2 separate regions of the Capra hircus genome follow, and region 1 is linked to region 2. Evidence: chromatin contacts called from public Hi-C data. All regions are on one chromosome and are shown on one strand. Each heading gives the region's core, a stretch centred on a gene start, on an enhancer-like site or on the middle of the called end of the contact. The rest is flanking DNA. Distances are from core to core; before and after follow the strand shown. Region 1 holds the start of ANKRD17 (ankyrin repeat domain-containing protein 17). Region 2 holds the start of LOC102180747 (mitochondrial inner membrane protein COX18).

Evidence for each region. Hi-C and Micro-C count contacts between places; a contact is called where the count stands out from the background.
Region 1: a contact with region 2 is called in a Hi-C map of blood, with 4 times the contacts expected there. The contact joins the promoter of ANKRD17 here to the promoter of LOC102180747 in region 2. A contact is called at or near these places in 3 of 5 Hi-C or Micro-C datasets (blood and liver).

Annotation. Positions count from the first base shown.
Region 1 is chr6:88,878,465-88,882,023 of ARS1.2, reverse strand. ANKRD17 (ankyrin repeat domain-containing protein 17) reads left to right here and starts at 1,342. Exons shown (of 34, transcript XM_013964713.2): 1 at 1,342-1,920. The coding sequence starts at 1,495.
Region 2 is chr6:88,706,733-88,709,989 of ARS1.2, reverse strand. LOC102180747 (mitochondrial inner membrane protein COX18) reads left to right here and starts at 1,898. Exons shown (of 6, transcript XM_018049561.1): 1 at 1,898-2,340; 2 at 2,949-3,049. The coding sequence starts at 1,999.

The DNA of each region.
Region 1 (3,559 bases), core at 93-2,592, 170 kb before region 2:
TTCTTGAATGAATCGATTCAGTCATTGCCAATTCTGCCATAGTACTCTGCAGACTACTGGCAACTGCCCACATTTCATATGGTATGCCAATGCTAAAAAGAAAAAAAAAAAGCTAAAAAAATTCAGGCACACTCAGCTAAACTTAGCAGTCTTAAAATGGCAACTATGTCAGCTGAGACATACTTTTTATCTTGTGCCAGTACATCTGTCTTTGATGTTTCCTTCATTTTCCTTATGCTGCTGTGCCCTTATTGAACCTGAAAGGGCTAATTGAGTTCAATAAGCTACGCTATTATTTCAAAAGTCCTGCAAGTTCTTCAGACATCCACAAATGAACTCACAACCCCTATCACAATATTCCTTCCAAGAGAAACACAGACAAGGATGATTACCTATGATGCTTACTTCACAGATAAAAGCCGAGGTGATGGAGTGGAAGGACTAAATTGGGGTCATTCACTAAAACGTCTGCAAAGTCAGGCACATATCCTGCTTCCTTCTCCTGTCTTCAGCCCTTTAGAGGAAACTTTAGAGTTGCAGTGATCTCAGACATCAACTAATCGAACTCCTTATGTTGGTAACACAAGTGTAAACTCAGGTTCAGGAAGTCTATGATCCAAGACTCAAACTGAGGCAAAAGGGGCTCTTTCCTTCATACTACGCCAGCTCTCAAGATCCAAAGCCCTAACTCACCATTTGGCGGTGGAAAAAATGGCCAGGAACGAAACTACGTACGGCAGTCCAGAACCAGGCCCCACCTCCCGGATCAGGCTGTCCGGGCCTCCTGCTAACAAAGCGTCTGGCCCGAGCTTCCGTACCCGCTCCCACCCGGCCCGGGCTGCTCCGCTCCAGTCCGCCCGCTCAGCCGCCCGCCCCATGCACCGCAGCACCGCCCGCTCGCGAAGGCCGGAGACCCGGCCCTCTAAGTCTCACTTTCGTCTTTCGGCCACCCGCGCGCCACCACTCAGGCGACGGCTGATGGCGTCACTTGTACTTCCGCCTGCGGCTGCGTTCTATACACCAGCGAGGAAGGAAGAAGGGAGGTCTGAAGGGTTGTGTGTGGGGGAAATAGCGAGGAAAGAGAAGCGATCCGGGTACTAGCGGGCGCTACGGCAATCACCGCGGCCCTCCTCTGTCCCCGCCGTCCCCCCCATCGGAAGTCGCCCTAGGCACACTTCCCCCGACTCTCGGTAGTCTCCCCTCTGCTGGATCTCCGGCCACCCGGGTCTCCCTCTTCGCTTCCCCCACCCCCCGCTTGCTCCCTCACGCTCCCTCCCTCTCCCTCCCTCCCATCGTCAGGCTCCCCGCCCTTAGTATCGCGAGACGAGGTGAGAGCTGGCGGAGCGGCGGCGGCGGCGGCGGCAGTAGAGGTGACCGAGGCGGTGGCGGCGGAGGCGGCACCGAGCGCTGTGTCGGCCCCGGTGCGGCCGAAGTCGCGGTAGAGCGTAGCCCCCACGCCCCTCCCCCGTCCGCGCCCTCCCTCTTTCCCCGGAGATGGAGAAGGCGACGGTTCCGGTGGCGGCGGCTGAGGGAGAAGGGAGCCCCCCGGCGGTGGCGGCGGTGGCGGGCCCCCCCGCGGCGGCGGCGGCGGCGGCGGCGGCGGCGGCAGCAGCAGCAGCAGCGGAGGTCGGCAGCGGCATTGGCGGCGGCAGCGGGGCTCGCTCGGCCTCGTCTCCTCGTGGGATGGTGCGAGTCTGCGATCTGCTCCTGAAGAAGAAGCCGCCGCAGCAGCAGCACCACAAGGCCAAGCGTAACCGGACTTGCCGACCCCCCAGCAGCAGCGAAAGCAGCAGCGACAGCGACAACAGCGGCGGCGGCGGAGGCGGCGGCGGCGGCGGCGGAGGCGGCGGCGGCGGCACCAGCAGCAACAACAGCGAGGAAGAAGAGGACGACGACGACGAGGAAGAAGAGGTTTCTGAGGCAAGGGCCTGCTTTCAAAGGAAGAAGGGAGGAAGGGAGTGTAAAGGGTCGGGGCCAAAGGTGGGAGGGGACTTGCGAGGGGACCGATTCCTGTGGGCTTGATCTGTCTTCGGGGCTGGGCTTTCCACCGCTCTCTTTCTTTCCCGGGCCGAAATCGTGAGGTGTGGACATGTGGGGGAGGGTAGCTGACACGTGGGGGTGGGAGGACCGCAGAGTCCACAGAGTTGCTGCACAGCACGTTACCCTGGCATGGTTCACACGGTTAAGGGTGGAAGGAATTGGTTAGATTGACTGTGTGCACACCCGGCGGGGTCGGCCTCAGGCCAGTAGGGCCCTGTTACTCCTGGGGCGGGGGCGGGACCAAAGCGGGAGGGGTAAGATAATAGGTAGGAGAGTCTCTTGGGGAAAGATTAAGAGGTTGGTAGATTTCTCCCACTAGTGTGGTGGAGGGGAGCAGTTTGAGGGGGAGGCAAGCTTGTAATGGACTGAGAGCTAAGTATTTGTGTATGTGAGAGACACGTGAGAAGCTGTACTTTTCCATACTGTTCTGCTGCAGGTTCCCACCCCACCCCCCTACCCCCCCCACCATAATTGTGGCTGCTGAAGTCACCTTCACGTACTCGATCTCTCAAAGATTTTGGATGAACTGATCTTATATCCATTTACATTAATATATGACTCAGTGGATGAAAAATGTATTTGATCCTTACATGTACATACTCATACATTTTCAAATGCTTCCTTGGTGAGGAAGAATTAAGCTAGGCCCTGTTGCTTTCCACAGAAATGTGGAGCAGCCTAAGAGGCTGCTTGGGAGCCAGGGTTGGTTGTGGTGAGTTGGAATAGGAAGAAGGCCTCTTGGTCTGTCCTAGTGATCTGGTTTCATAACTGTTTATAATTTTTCCTGGGTTCACAGACAGGCGGCGTTGCAGGCCCTCATTCTTCAAAGAAGGCATTTAACCAAAAGCTCAGTAAAACGTACCATACTGAGAACAAGCTAAGAGTTGGCCTTCCTAGTTAGCAGGTCTTTTGTAACTCTCTTGTCTGCTTCCTGAAATGGAAGCTAGAAAAATCTCGATCTGAAGAAAGAAGTTGTAACTTAAGGCAACAGAAGGAAAACCGCTTTTTAAAGGCTGATTATAAATTTAGTTATAAGAGAGAACAACTAAATTAAATAAAAGTACCACTTACCATTTATTCTTTTCCACAAACACAGCTTATTTTGATACAAGGCTGGGTTTTTTGAAAATCGCATTATTGGAACTTGGGTTCCCTAATTTCAAATAAAGAAATAACCTTTTGAAGAATTTGAGACTTGTCTATTAGTAGAAGACCAGATTCTCTTTTACCTCAAACTGAATGAAGTTATATCTGAGGAGATGCAATCGTTGAAGTATGCATACCAAAAAAATGGACACTTGCTACCATTTCATTTAGCCTACTGAATTCTAAGGGTAGGTTTGTACTGATAGATTTTTTATTGACCTAGTTGAATGTTCAGAATAGTGTGTAGCTCAACTTGCATATGATCCTTATTTCCAATAAAATCTGTTATGGTAGTTAGAACTCTTCAATTGCATTATTTTTACAGAGATGAGAAAACATTTTAGAAATAATCTCATCCAACCTTCTTATTTTA
Region 2 (3,257 bases), core at 649-3,148:
GTTAAAAAATGTTTTAAAATGAACTTTTTAAACATAATATATTCATTTGCAAAGTATTAGGGTTGACATGATTTCAGCTGGTTTCCCCAATATTTGTATAGTCACTCTGTAGTATACTTTTCCACTCAAAATACTCAGGGTATCACAATGTTTGTTACCAGTACATACATATATATTTGTATATTGTATTTGTAATTGACAAATACTTCTCCCTACATTCTATACCAAGTAGATAGCCCGTCCCGATCATCTCCATTAACCAAATTGTAAACTGTATGTTTTAAGTATATGATATTAGGTTAAATATTCATACATTTTATTTAGGTCACAATATTCAAACTTAGAGAAGTGGAACATTTTTAAATGAGACTATAACCTGTGACCCCAAAATGCAGCAGAAAAGGTGAACCTACACTCATTGAAGTTCCAGCTTCAACTCCTGAGTACGAATCCACAGAAGGAAGTCTTAGGAATTTGAGGAATAGCTTGAAAAATTGTTGATTTAAATTATCTGAATAGTGAATGCATAAACGTGGAGTTTTTATTTTAGGATCTTTTTCCTTTCATCAACTCCTTTTCTCCTACATATCAAAGGTCACAGTCCTTAAGCTTAAATGGCGCTGCGGAAAGTCCAACTCCTGATGTTATCATGTCTCTGCAGCGAGAGGAGTGCAGCAGCATAGAAGTTGTTCCTTTGCTCCCTCAACCTTCAGGCCAAGATAATTCCATGTAAAATTGTTTTCCACTTACCAATAGGTTGCTTGTTTTAACTTGACAAGTGGATAGGGAGACAGTGATACAGGCTTTTACTTTTGGAAAAGAAATTCTGTATGTAACATATGTTGGGATGTGCATGTTAACATATAAAATTTCATGAATGGATTTAATCATGCAATTTGAAGGAAGATCACTTCCTGAACCCAGCGAAAATACATCTGGTACCCCTGGGTAGGTGCACAGTGAAGCAAGAACAGTAGCTCCAGTTTGACATTACCCCAATATTGGCCGGCACCTTCGTTTTAATCAATGATTTTGTTCCTCAACACAATTTGGCCTCTAGGTTTAGCGATGATCATTATGTTAAGAAACTCCATGTCATCCCATCGTGTTCCCAGGAACACAAAGCTAAAAACTAGTCCATGTATATTTAGCCTTCTGCTTTTAACCAGAAGACACCTGATGTTGCTGTTCAGGCTCCTGAAAGTTTATGCACGATGTTAAGCCCCAATAAAGAAGTCACCGTGCTGCCAGTGATAATTTCCCTTAACTCAGGAGATGGTTCTTTACTCTTAATAAACTTTACTGCTCTTTATAATGAAAGATGAAACACTAAAACTAGTTCTGAAAATGCCTATTAGGACAAATGAGCAAATTAAATATTTATAGCACAGACTATAAATATGCTTAGTGCATAAAGACTTGATTTTAACAACACAGAAACACGCCTCTCTCCAAACTGGCATTTCAGCAACGCGTTCAAGGTAGAGTATAATCTCAATCCCTAGCGGAAGCAATCGGGGCGCGCATAAAGACGTGGAGGGCTACCGTCTGATCACAAAAAGCCCCCACAAAGCTTAAACCATGACATGATTAGCTAAGTCAAAAAGAACGGAAGATATATGCCGAAGACCAACTTTACAGGACGAGAGTTTCCTAGAGAACGCCTCGCCGCGCCCCGGGCGCCAAGTCCCACCCCCAACACTACAATTCCGGTCTAGCCTCGAGGAGCTCCACCGCAGCAGCGCAAAAGTTTCGTGTCTGCGCAGTAGGCTTGCTCAGTGCCGCGTGGGAAAGGTGGGACTTTCCTGCCTCGTGCGTCATCTCTAGTGCGACTCAGTACGTCACTGGCTTGACCGGGAAGGTCAACTGTGGCTACCCGCGGGATCCCGCCCACTCTACGCTGGGGTTGCTGGCGCATGCGCTTAGAGGCCTCGGCGGAGCGGTGTGAGCGTGCCTGGTCCGTGAGGCTGGCGTTTCGGACCCAGCCCTGGCGCGGAGATGCTGTGCCGGCTCAGCGTTAGGTGGCTGCGGCCCCGGCCTACCCTGCAGGTCCGTGTCCTGGACCCATCGCTCGCAAGGGCCCCAGCGGGCGGCGCCAAGAGCTCCGCTTTGCCATTGTGGGCGGTGGCATCGGTCTCCGCAGTTGGCCCGAGCGGCGCGGGAGGCTGGTACGAGGCCTTGGCTACCTCGGCGCCGGTGCAGAGCGCAGAGGACGTGCTGCTCTTCGCCCACACCGCCTCGGGCCTGCCCTGGTGGGGCAGCATTCTCCTCACCACCGTGGCCCTGCGCGGGGCCGTCACGCTACCCCTGGCTGCCTACCAGCACTACATCCTGGCCAAGGTGAGGGGTGCCGAGCCGCGCCTGGACCGTGCATACCCACTTCCGTGGTGAGGAGGGTCCATGTCTCACCGGGGCGTAAGGTCCCCAGATACTTCCGGAGTACTTACTGTTAATCATCAGCACCTTTAAGGCAGCAAGCTTATAGAAAGGAATTAACACAGGTAGAGGTAAATGCAGATTCTTTGGTGGCTCTGTAGCTACAAAGAACATATTAAAGACACAATATAGACTACCGTTTCTTCAGTTTATATTACTGGAAAACGCAGGGTTGAAACATTGAAAGTGTGGAGTGTAGGGCTGATTTAATCCTTAAAATAACCCTGTGAAGTAGGTGCTGTTATACATTTTATATAAGAGGGAACAAGACTTTTGTGGTTGAATAATTGGCCCAACATCACACTGGTTAAGTGTATAAGCTGGAATTTTAATTTGATTGCAATTGAGGATATCTTAAGTTAACAGCTTGTGAGCAATCTTAGAGTTTCCTGACACAACCAGTAAACTACATTTTTTTAAATGAGTTTAGGAAATAGAGAGTAAAATTATGAGTGGTTATGAATACAGATCTTTAATGTGCTCATAACAAAGTCTACTTTTTCTTTAGCTAGGTGGAAAATTTGCAGCCAGAAATAAAAAACATTGCACGACATCTTAACCAAGAAGTTGCAGTTCGTGCACATCAGTTGGGATGGTCCAAGAGAGTTGCCAGGTAAGCTAATTCTCTGCATATAAGACCATGAAAAAATATATATGTATGTATGTGTGTATTACAGGGTATGGTATTCTGTAGCTTTAGCAGCAAAGTGGTTCTTTTTAATATTTTAAAAAGTTTGTGGCATGGTAGGTTTATATACTGGACTGAAAGCAAAAAGAGAAAGCAGAGTTCCTTGATCTTAAAGGACTCCAGATTACTGAAA